Regions from separate parts of the Sus scrofa genome. Here regions 2, 3 and 4 are each linked to region 1. A link is a contact called in public Hi-C and HiChIP or PLAC-seq data. All regions are on one chromosome and are shown on one strand. Each heading gives the region's core, a stretch centred on a gene start, on an enhancer-like site or on the middle of the called end of the contact. The rest is flanking DNA. Distances are from core to core; before and after follow the strand shown. Region 1 holds the start of MRPS23 (mitochondrial ribosomal protein S23). Region 2 holds the start of MSI2 (RNA-binding protein Musashi homolog 2-like). Region 3 holds the start of SCPEP1 (retinoid-inducible serine carboxypeptidase). Region 4 holds the start of MTMR4 (myotubularin-related protein 4).

Region 1 (2,796 bases), core at 266-2,765:
GCCAAGGAGCAGTGACTGCTTGCCAGACATTCCTCTCCTCCGCCTCCCCCTTCTTCTGCAGCTGGGAGGACTCTGGATGACTTGATGCTCTTTCTTGCTCACAAAGGCTCCCAGGAGATATTTTATGTGCATGTGACTCAAAACCTTGCACTGGATTAAAAAGTTCAAATAGGAATACAAACTCTTTACAGGTTAAATCTGAGGGTTACATTAAAAAAAAAAAAAGTCCCCCTTCCTCGCTTACAATCTCACTGGAGATAACCAATATTTACAGCCCTGGGCGCATTTCCACAAGGTTTCTATCCTCAAACACACACAGACACGTGTAAAAGTTTTCTTGCTTTCTTTTTGTGGCTGCAACTGCAAATGGAAGTTTCCAGGCTAGGAGTCTTAAGGAGACCTGGAGTTAACGGCCTATGCCACAGCCACGCGGTATCCAAGCCACGTCTCCGACCTACGGCCACAGCTGGTGGCAACGCTAGATAAAGTTTTAATAGGTTAGGATTCCATTGAAGACGCTTCTCTGCAACTTGCCTTTTCACCTGTCATGGGCATTCGTTTACGTAAACACATACAGATCTCGCTCGGTCATTTTAAAAGCTGCATGGCATTCCATAGACTCTATGAGCTGTAATTTTCCAGCCCTTTCCCATTAGACCGATTGTGGCAGGCATGCGGTGGTGGGGTGGGGGAGTGCACTGCAAACAACGCTGCGATGACGCTTCCTGCACAAATATCCGCGTGAAATTGTGCTTCAATGTCTACGGAGTCCTTTACCCGAAGTATGATTATTTGGCCAAATGGCAACACTGAGAGGTTACTTTCCCCAGATTTTTGAGTCCTTCCCGTCATGTGTTTGTCCCGGACACTTTCACTTTTCAAGCTCCAAGGAGGAGCTAGCCAGCGACACCTTCCGGGGAGAAAACACTCGTGCCGGCAGCATCCCTATTAGCGCGGATGCAGGTGGAGCTCCAGGGCCAAAGGGTTTAGTCCGGAGCGCTAAACAGCAGGCGGCGAAAGACGGAGGCTCGGACTCTAGGGTGACCCAGGGCAAGTGAGGTCCCTCCCTGGGCCTCGATTACTTTCGTGGTCTTTGATTCCAAACAAAATTAGGCGTAGTCTAGGCCTAGTGCTGGTGACCTCTAATGAATTCCTGGCCTAGGTGTCTTCTCCTGGACCTATCCTCCCTCCCCATCATCCTGCCTCTGCACAGCCCCATCTTCTCCAGCGGAGTCGGCTGAGCATGGCTAGAAAGGCTAAAGCAACCACGGCAATTAACCCCTATCGGTCATTTATTGCTTCTGCCCGGCTTTGGCTCGCTTCCTCCCTGGCGGCTCGGCTATCGAGTGCTCCGGTCTGAACCTGGCGTGCAGCCGAGGGCGGGTCGGTTCGGACATCTTTTACTTCTGCCTGGCTCCGCCCTCCCGTTGGGGGCCTCGCTGGTAGCACTGCGATCCGTGGCTCGGCCCGCAACTTACGCCCACTTTGCCTGCTGCGGGCGCTTCCGGTTCCGGTATCGGAAGCTGCTCGGGATCCGAGTGGTAGGGCATGGCGGGGAGCCGGCTGGAAACTGTTGGTAGCATTTTCTCACGGTGCGTGGACAAAGAGCGCCTCCCGCTTTCACGCTTTCTTGAGTGGGTCTGAGCTCTCCTGCTTCTGAGGGGTTGTGTTCAACGACGTTACCTCTTGAATCTCTTAGCTCTCTTGTTCAAGATCGCACCTCTCGCCTCCCCAAGTGGAGGTCTCCAGGAACGGGGAGGGAGGAAGGGGCTGAGAGACCTGGCCGGACTGTCTGCGCATTTTCCTTGACGGGGCGTGGTTGGGCGAGGGGGTGGGACGCACATAAGAAGATGAAAGGGTTAATTCCCGAGCACTGGTAGGTTGGTTTGGAATGTGGAACTATCCTACCCGTAGTTGGGGGACCCCCAGCTCTGCCCTCCTTCTGGTTATCTTCCGGGTTCCATAGGCTCGCCAGCGTCCCAGGCTGGGGCTACACTGATTCAGGGGCTCAGACAGGCTGTGGTCATTGACTGACCCTAGCTCTTTACTCTTCCTTAAGGACCCGGGACCTGATTCGGGCTGGAGTGTTGAAAGAGAAGCCCCTCTGGCTTGACATATATAATGCCTTCCCCCCATTAAGAGAGCCGGTTTTCCGAAGGCCTCGCTTGCGATACGGCAAAGCCAAAGCCGCTGTCCAGGACATCTTTTACCACGAGGATCGGATTAGAGCGTGAGTGCGGAAGCCCATCTGGTGGACGGGAGGCAGCAGAACTTCAGCAGGAAAGGTTTAGCCCGAAGTCTGGCAACTTAAGTAGGAATTGAGTCAGGGCTAGTTAGCCCTGTGGAGACGGTCTTGTCCATCTGGCCAGATTAGGGAATCAGTACCCTTCCCCCATGGGAGAGCAGTAGAAGTTCTGAGAAGCAGAACTTGGAGCCCAGCAATTGACTGATCATTGCAGTGGTAGCTATTTGTTTCTGCATATCTGTTTGTGACAGGCACTGTGCTAAGCCCTTAATAAATGTTATCTCATTTAGGCCTCTACGCCTGCAAGGTAGGTATCCTGTATCCTTACCCATTTTGGTCATGAGAACTATGAGGTTGACTTACTGGGCATTCACTGACAAAGCCTTTTTCTTCCAATACTGACGTTAGTTTTTAGTATATAGAATTTGTAGTTTCTTTTTCTCTAACTGTTCGCATCAGAGATTGTGCCTAATTGAAGTTAATATGTATCCCCTAGTCTCACCCCTATTCCTGGAAGTAAGAAACCAGTTTGTAAAGTTATTATATTCTCT
Region 2 (2,841 bases), core at 269-2,768, 590 kb after region 1:
AACCGAAGCCTCTGAAATGAGACAAAGAGGGAGAAAAACAAACAAGAAAATGTGACACCGTTGAGAGCAACAAGGAGTGAGCCCCAACGCAGAATGGAAAGCAAAAAGTTGCCCCCACGCACCCCCACTCCCCGGCGCCCTCCCCACCCCCTCCTGCCTACAGCCCTCCGCCTCCCAAGGAAACACATCAAGGTTAATGGGGGAAGTGGAACGGGGGCAGGGCGGCTGGAGGTAACTTGGAGAACGCTGGTATCTCCACTCTTTCGCCACCTCAATCTCTCTCCTCCTCCTCCTCCCTTCCCTTTCTTTAACGCTTTGTTTTATTCCGAAGAAAACCCAGCACTTAGAGGAGATTCATCCAGCTTTCCAAGAGGGGCTTTAAGAGTTTGGGGAACTGGGAGTGCGGGGAAAGGATACATAGGGAAGGGAGGGGAAAAAAAAGAAAACTATGTGGAAAGTGAATGGAAGCTGAATGTCATTTGAAACAGGAGAAAAAGAAGCGACGGAGAAATGACTTAAAGCAGAAACATGGGCATCTCTGTAGCCAGAGTTCAGCCCCAATTAATAACCTTTGGGGTTAATGGGGGGGGGAGACTGAGCGACGTTCGAAATCAGCCACATGCCTGAGCCCCATTCTAAATCCGCTTAGCTACTACCGAAGACACCTCCAAAAATAACACTTAAACTTTCTTCTAAAATAAAGACAAAATCCAGAAGGGAATGGTTTACCTGGAGCGTTTCGTAGTGGGATCTCTCATGACCATACATTCTCTAATTTCTCCAAATTTGCTAAAATAGTCTCTAAGGCTATCTGTAGAGAGAAAGAGAGAGATGGGGGGGGAGAAGGTGTGGGGAAAAAAAAAAGCAATGCAAATTTTGATCAAGGACAAAAACCAAAAGTAGTTTTCTGTTGTTATTCTGGGGGGTTTTTTGCACACGCGGGGGAAATTCGGCAACAGAGGTCGCGTAGAGGGCTCGGAAAGGATTTGCTATTTAAAAAAATAACCTTGCACAGGAGAAGTGGGGAGCCAATGGCGGGGGGGGGCTCCTACACCGGGATAACAAAGAGCAATAAAGAAGCCAAGAAGGGGGGGACCCAGGCGTCCCCCCCTCCCTCCCTTACCTGGTGAGGTCTGCCAGCTCAGTCCACCGATAAACATTTTACTAGAGGGAGAAAACATAACAGAAGTGAGCACCGATGTCAGATCGGCCATTTTGACGTGTAACTTACAAAAGCTAAAAGGAAAGCAGGGGGGAGCGAGCGAGCGAGAGCCGGGAGGTGGGGTGGGGGAGAAGGTGACGGCGAAATGCAATCCAAAGGTGTGTAACTTCCACGGGGGGGCGCGCGGGAGGGGCGGGGGGGCGCGGGAGATGCCCGGCTCCGCGCACCGCCGTCCCCGCCGCTGCAAGGAGAGCGAGCCCGAGGCGGCGCGGTGGGCAGCGGCTGGAAACTTACCCGGGGTCGTGCTGGGAGTCGTTGGCGCTGCCCGAGGTGCCTTGGCTCCCATTTGCCTCCATATCTGAGCCCCCCCGCCCCCCCACCCCCAAAAAACCGAGCCCCACAGCGATCGGAGCGGAGCGGCGGCCGGCTCCGAGCCCCGAGATCTCCCGCTCCCTCCTCCCCCTCCTCCTCCCCCCCGCCCGGGCTCCTCCGAATCTCTCAGCGAGCGGCGGAGCCGGGGCAGCGGCGAGAGCCGTCACACGTGGGCTCGGCTTAGCTCAGCCCCGCTGCTCGCACACCCCCCGTCCCCGCCCCCCCGGCCCATCCCCACCTCTCCCCCTCCTCCTCCCCACCCCCATCCCCTCCTCCTCCCCCTCCTCCCGGCGCACGTGGGGCGGAGTTCTAGAACGTCGTGTAACCAATGCCGGTGACGTCACGCACCCCGGTGCGGCCCCCGCCTGCCGCGCGCGCACACTCGGCCCCCCGCAGCCGGACCCACGGGGGCGGTGCGCGAACCCCGCGGCCCGAGGGGCCCCGCCTCCGGGCGGGCCGGGCCGGGGGGCGGGGGGAGCGCACCCCGACTTCCCTCGATCACATGGGCTGCGTGGGGAGGGTGGATCGGGGGAGGGGGAAGCGCGGGGAGCTGGCCACCGCTCCGCACTCGGGCTGGGGAGAAGACGCCCCCCACCCCTTCTAGGTCGGCCTCTCCATTCAAGTTCCCCAGCCCCAGCCGCCGGGATCCGGGGATGGCACCAGCCGCCCTCCCGGCTCTGCGCCCTTTTTCCAGCCACCGCGCAGAAATTTAGGTCAAGGACGTCGGGATCAAACCCAGACCCTGGCGCTCCTCGGGCGGCCCCCGAGACCCCTCTAGGTCGGGGGCCTTCAGGATTGCGGAGACCCTCCCGCACCAACGCCAGCCACAAGTTTTATTTTCCTCTCGCGCTGGAAGTTCTCTCTGGCTCTCGCTCCAAACCGGCACGTCTTGCGCCGCTCCCCGCCCTTCCCTGGCAGAGGTACGAAATCCGTGCCCGGGAAAGGTTATTTTGGAACTTTGAGGAAACTGACGCGATTCCAGTGGTGAGAAAATGCCGAAGAAAGGGTTTCCGCGTTAATCATAGGGAGTTTAAAAAATATAATAAAATAGGTTTATAGGGGTCAAGGTCAAATGATTGGAGTTCAAATCAAATTTTTGCGTATAAAGAGAAATAGTTTGGGAGCACCTCCGGGAGGGCTGGGAAGGGTGGTTATTTGAGGAAACCCCTCTCAACCCCTTCGTTTTATGTATGTCTTATTGTTTCTATGCTGAGGTAGAGAAGTGCATGAAATGTAAATTAAGACCAAGCCCCCCACCATCTGTGGAGGTAGCTGAGGGTGGCAGAAGGCTTCAAATACGCTCACCC
Region 3 (2,700 bases), core at 93-2,592, 860 kb after region 1:
TAACTCACTGCTCCACAAGAGAGCTGTTAAACACATTTTTCTATTTCACTTCTGCTGACTTAACAACTTCCAAGTATCTTTTTTCTCAAAGACTACTCTGTGGGAAAAAAGGCTGATGTCAAAACGTGATGAGAGAGGAACCCTTGGGGACCGGAGTTTTTCTGTCTCTACTTCCTCCTTTTTTGAATTTCATGTTCCCGTGGCAAGCAAAAGGACAAAAACTGGTCCCAAAAAGGAGAGAAGGGAGTAGATGAGGAGACAATACTATTTTGTAACTTGATAAGGATGGACAACCAGAAAGTGGTTGGATGAACAAAACAGAATAGTTAGAATATTTATTACAGATGTGGCTATAAGGTGCTACATACAAGTAACACAAGATTACAGTTCCCTTGATAATGACAAATAAGGCTTGGTCCCTTTTGACCTAACCCCGAGCACTTCTCCCTTTCCTGCCAGTGATCACTGTTAAAATATGGGGGGCGACCTAGTTGCCATTTCCCTGACACAAGCTGAAGGGTCACGAGATCCCCGTTTTACAGAAGGGAAAGCAAGTTAAGCAACTTGCCTAAGATCACAAGGCAAGTTTATGGCCAGAAGGAATTCTCAGTTCTTGATTCAGGCCAGGAGTCATTTTGCTTGCAAAAAAGACTTAAAATCAATGTGCAAGTCATCCTATTTAACACGAATTTGTTTTTGCCAGAAAGAACTGCGGTGAGGGGAGCTATTATCCTGTCTGTTCTGATCAAACAGAGGAAGAAAGTTTAATCTCAGTGAAATGCCCCACTCGTGGTAGGACTTTTCAGGGCCGTTTGGACCATGTGTTTCAGTTCAGTTCAAAGTAAAAAGACCTTATAACCTCATTTATCAGTCAGTCACGACAGGAAAAGGGAGATGGCCTTAAGAGCATGGAAATCGCATTGATCAGCAGCTTCTCCTAATCTTTGAGAAACTGCTTCTACATAGGTGCGGGGGAAAAAAGGAAGCACAGACCACCTAGGGCCAGAAAATAAAGTAGAAAAAGAACTTTGAATGAAAGAAAAAAAAAAAAAGAGTGAAGTTCAAAAGCAAAATAATTATGCAAAGCAGAAACAAGGGGAAAGGAATATGCTTTAAAAAGCACAAATCCACTAAAAGATTCTCATCCCTGGATAGAGGAGGCACCAGCCGCTGATGGACCTTTTGTCCGAACCTACCGGTGCTCAGGCCCAGAAGCAGCAGTAGCAACGGCACGGGACAGCTCCGCTGCGCCAGCTCCATGGCGAATACCGGGCGTCAGCATCAACTACAAGGCTGGACCCTGCGCCCCACCACGTGATCGTGGAGGGCGGGACAAGGCTGGGCGGGGCCTGGGCGGGTGGGCAGGGGCGGGGTCTGGTCTAGGGGCGGGGCTTATGCGGTGACTTGGGCCAGGAGAGTCCCACGTGCCCTCTGCCAAGCGGGCCCACAGGGATCCGTGCAGCGGCGCCGCCTGGATGTTCTTTTTACCTTACCCGTCTTTCTTTGCCGTTTTGAGGACAAGCAGAAAAGAAGAGGTGTTTAATGCATTGATTTGACCTGGGTTGTGTAACAGGAGTGAGACGCTACAGAAAAATTATCAGGAGGACCGTCCTTCCTGCCCCGCCCATCTCTTCCCTCCTCAACAAAAGACCTGGCATTTCAAACTGCTGCATCTGCCCCAAATCAAGTTAAGCCTGATCAACTGGTCATTGGTAACTGGGGGATTCCATTTTCCCAGATTTATTTTTTAAATTGTTTTTCCTATAACATTACATATATTACGGTCATTTTGGAAAATTGGGAAAATTTTAGATCCTACATAACCATTGTCGGCATTTGGGATTATTTTTTGTCTCTAATGTTTTACATCATCATTTGAAATACAATAATAAAATGTTTTATTCTGTTTTTTTTTTCTCGATAAATTGTTATTGGCCTAATTCTGTGTTGTTAACATTACCTTCACAGCCGTCATTTAAAAGTGGGAATTACAGGTTTGGGAAGGAGAAGGGAGGGAAAGGATGGTAGAGATATTTTCATGTGTGTGTGTGTGTGTGTCTAAAGGTCATTTTTATCTTAGGGTGTCCTGAGTAACTTAACCTCAGCTAGGAAGCAAGCAGGGCTGTATGAGGGACAGATTACTTCTAAATACTCTGTTTCAAAAGTGCACAGGACAGAAAAACAAAGGACAGGTGACATCTCTGCCTTTCCCATCCCCCTCCCTAGCCCTCTGCCCCTGCCATCAAAAACAGAGGTTTTTATCTGCAGCCTTGTGAAATGACAGAGCCCTGGGAATGAAGGGGGACGGTGCTGAGATTTGGGCCAGAAAAAAGAAATATGCAACCAGGTTCTCTTAAGCTTTAATGTGGGGTGCTCCTTGAATGCTTACAATCCTATAATGCTGGTATTGGTGATAGCCTCTGGAAAAAACATTTGAGAGATACACTGTATATAAAAGGTACACCCTTAGGCAAACAGAAGTAACTTCGTAACAAACATTAATCTACACTTTTGGTATCTAAAGATTCAAAGTCTTGCGTTGCCAGGGTCTCACATACACATAACTAGTCCATAGTTAGACTTCTAGAGCTTCACTTTTTCACAGCAAAATAACACTATAATACCTATATTTTTTCAGATGGTATTTTTCATACTGGAATTATTTCTCTAAGGTAAAATAGAAGTGATACTATTACATTA
Region 4 (2,708 bases), core at 139-2,638, 640 kb before region 1:
AAAGACTGCCAGAGGAGGGTGCTGGTTTTGGCCTTTACTAGCCAAGGGAGGGTGGGGAGAACCTTCCCCTCCAGAGGCAGGGTTTAGTCACCACCATCTTCCTGATCATATCTATCATGCATCTATTATCTGGGGCCCTGCTCATCTTTCCCACATACAGTACTTCCACAGAAGTTTTGGATTTGATACCTTGAGAAAACACAGTATTAATAGCCTCCCAGCTTTGTATTTCCTGATTTGGGGAATGGGATATTCAGAATTGAGCTCTGCACTCTAGGAAGCCTAGGCCAGCGCACTGAACAAATGTTGGAACCCCTGTAATCACCAAACACTATAGTAAGTGCCAGGAATGGATAAAATACAATCATTGTCCTGGAATAATTCAGTATTTATTTACCAAATATTTATCAAGCATCTATCTGCTAGGTTGCAGATACTGTTTTAAATCTTCGAGTTAAAGCAGTGAACACACATAAGGTTCCAGTTTTCCTGGAAGTTGCTAAATGTAGTAAATGTCCCAATGTCCTATGAAAAGACACGTGAAGACATTTTGGCCCCAGGGCCTGGTATTAAAGCATTCAGGCCCATTTCCAAACTGAAGCTATCAGTTGAGAATCTGAGTCAACTGTTCACCATTTCTGTCGGGTTGGTGGTATCGCTGGGACACGGCGACCTCCAGCGGCCACCCTCCGCCCTGCTGCCTGTTCTGGCTCCCCGGGGTCTCCCAAGGCAAGGGGAGGAGCCAGAGAGAAGCGAGAGAGGAGCCAACTATTCTCCACAGCCTTTTCAGACCAGAAGGTCGCAGCTAAGCTAGTGGCAGTCTCATTCTCATCTCTCAAGTGAGAGATTTTTACTCAAAACTGATGGCATGTGATTCAGGTCACGGACACCAGGGTCGGTTCGCGGATGAAAAGTGAGGTCCTGGAGGAACACGTCAAGGTGTCCGGAAGAAGGGAAAACCTCCCCCAGCCAGTCGAAGACCGAGAAGGAGCCTCAGGCCCTCAGCCCTCTCTTAGCTTTCGGGGTTTTTCTCCCGCTTCTGGCTTTGGGACGGACGATCACAGTGAAATCAAACCAGAAATGGTGCCACCGGGATCTATTTGAAAAGTACACCAGAGGCGGGGTGATCACCGGAAGTGGCTGTGAGAACGCCCCGCCTTCAATTGCGCTACCAGTAGGCGACAGACCGCCCCCACTTCCGGCCCCTGGAGCCTTAACCAGCAGCCCCCCTTTTACTGCTCTCCCATTGGCTGCTGCAGGGACGCGCTGTGATTTCCCATTGGTCGCGTCTTCTCTTCGGCGCCGCGCCTCCTCCCTGCCAGTACAGTCTTGTCTTCCGGCATCCGATAGGCTCAAGACTGGGAGGGCGTCTGCCCCACTTGACCAATGAGCGGTGTGAAGAGTGAGGGCGGCTGCTGCGTGGTGGGGGGCAGGGCGGGACTTGGTGTGGCTATTGGCCAGGGCGGGCACAGACCAGAGATAGGATTGGTTGGGGAGAGGGGCACCGTGGTGGGGGGTCGGAGCTGCGCGGCCTCAGCAGCTGCGGGAGACGGAAGTGGTGAGAGCGCGGCTTCGGAGGGTCGGGCGGACGCCGCCTGGGTGAGTCACCGTGCCCCATACACTGCCAGTCTGGGAACCGCAACGACCGCGTCTTGCCCGGCCCCGCCCCGGCCCCACCGGCTTTCCTGAGACCCGCCTTCTGTCATTCGGGGCTCCGCCTCCGAGTCTTTAGGCTCCGCCCCTAGAACCTGGGCACCTGAGCTCCCCTGTCAGCCTGACCCGCCTCCCCCCGTGGCCAGATACCCTAGGTCCAGGAACCCTGGGTCTCCCAGGCCTAGTTCTCGTCTCTCTCTCCCTCCGTTTCCTTGAGGCTGCTTGCCAGTGGGCGGTGAGGCAGCACCTCTGGCTTGCCGCTTGCTGGCTCCCCCATGAGGAAGGGTGGGCTGTGATCAGGGAGGCGGGTAGGACCACAGATGGAGGCTTTTGTAGCCGCAGCCTTCGGCAAGGCACACTCCTAGACTGCCTCTGAGCTCGAATAGCAGGCATGGAGAAGTGTCATTCAAACCTGGGCCCGGCTCCCTAAGTGGGCCCAGACGGCTCAACCTGACATGTCTGTTGCTTGGGCCCATTTGACGCTCACTGACTCTGAGGCCTGCACTGGCCTGATTCTATCCCCATTGTGTGGACTCCTCCCACTAACCTGCACCCCACTTGGTGTCAAGTACACTCAGCAGAACATGTCCAGCCCTGCTGCCTTCTGATCACAGGTTGTGGTCCCCTCCCTCTTGTCCTCTGCTCTGGACTCTGCCCCAGTAAACAGGTCAGGTGGGTGCTACTCACAGACTCAGAGGCTGGCCGTGCGCTCCTCTGGTGGATTTATGTTTCCACCAGGGCCAGAAATGAGTCCTGGCTGTGCAGCCTCTGTCTCTTCAGAGTTGGCAGGTCTTTTGCTCTCCCACAAAGAACAGGGTTTGGAGTGTTTTACTTCTCCTTCTGGGTCCGGGAATCGGGATGCTTGAGTCCTGCTCCAGAACTTTGTTGCTGCCTTCATGCTCTGCAGAATCACTTGTTGCTTTCTCCCCGTGTAGCTCCCACTGCCTCTGTCTGGCATGGTGAGTTGTGGAGAGACTGGAATCACTGTGAAGAAGGTGAATAAGAGTTGTGGGGAAGTTCAGGAGCAGATGTGTGGTGATGGTTTGTTGATTCTA

Evidence for each region. A called contact is a pair of places that touch in the nucleus more often than the background predicts. HiChIP or PLAC-seq counts read pairs in DNA pulled down with a chosen protein or histone mark.
Region 2: an H3K27ac HiChIP or PLAC-seq map of skeletal muscle shows a contact between it and region 1. The contact joins the promoter of MSI2 here to the promoter of MRPS23 in region 1. A contact is called at or near these places in 4 of 47 Hi-C or Micro-C datasets (embryonic fibroblasts, heart right ventricle, skeletal muscle and 1 more) and 1 of 2 datasets of contacts at active chromatin or transcription factors (skeletal muscle).
Region 3: a contact with region 1 is called in a Hi-C map of skeletal muscle, with 4 times the contacts expected there. The contact joins the promoter of SCPEP1 here to the promoter of MRPS23 in region 1. A contact is called at or near these places in 3 of 47 Hi-C or Micro-C datasets (heart right ventricle, mesenteric adipose tissue and skeletal muscle).
Region 4: a Hi-C map of liver shows a contact between it and region 1, with 4 times the contacts expected there. The contact joins the promoter of MTMR4 here to the promoter of MRPS23 in region 1. A contact is called at or near these places in 2 of 47 Hi-C or Micro-C datasets (liver and mesenteric adipose tissue).

Annotation. Positions count from the first base shown.
Region 1 is chr12:34,128,199-34,130,994 of Sscrofa11.1, reverse strand. MRPS23 (mitochondrial ribosomal protein S23) reads left to right here and starts at 1,515. Exons shown (of 5, transcript NM_001243813.1): 1 at 1,515-1,592; 2 at 2,060-2,230. The coding sequence starts at 1,549.
Region 2 is chr12:33,535,952-33,538,792 of Sscrofa11.1, reverse strand. It overlaps MSI2 (RNA-binding protein Musashi homolog 2-like), which reads right to left and starts at 1,518. Exons shown (of 13, transcript NM_001315780.1): 1 at 1,457-1,518; 2 at 1,124-1,164; 3 at 730-811; 4 at 1-11. The coding sequence starts at 1,518. It overlaps LOC110256167 (a long non-coding RNA gene), which reads left to right and starts at 1,847. Exons shown (of 3, transcript XR_002337445.1): 1 at 1,847-2,454.
Region 3 is chr12:33,264,151-33,266,850 of Sscrofa11.1, reverse strand. SCPEP1 (retinoid-inducible serine carboxypeptidase) reads right to left here and starts at 1,342. Exons shown (of 13, transcript XM_005656968.3): 1 at 1,197-1,342. The coding sequence starts at 1,260.
Region 4 is chr12:34,769,995-34,772,702 of Sscrofa11.1, reverse strand. MTMR4 (myotubularin-related protein 4) reads left to right here and starts at 1,388. Exons shown (of 20, transcript XM_005668984.3): 1 at 1,388-1,599; 2 at 2,589-2,648.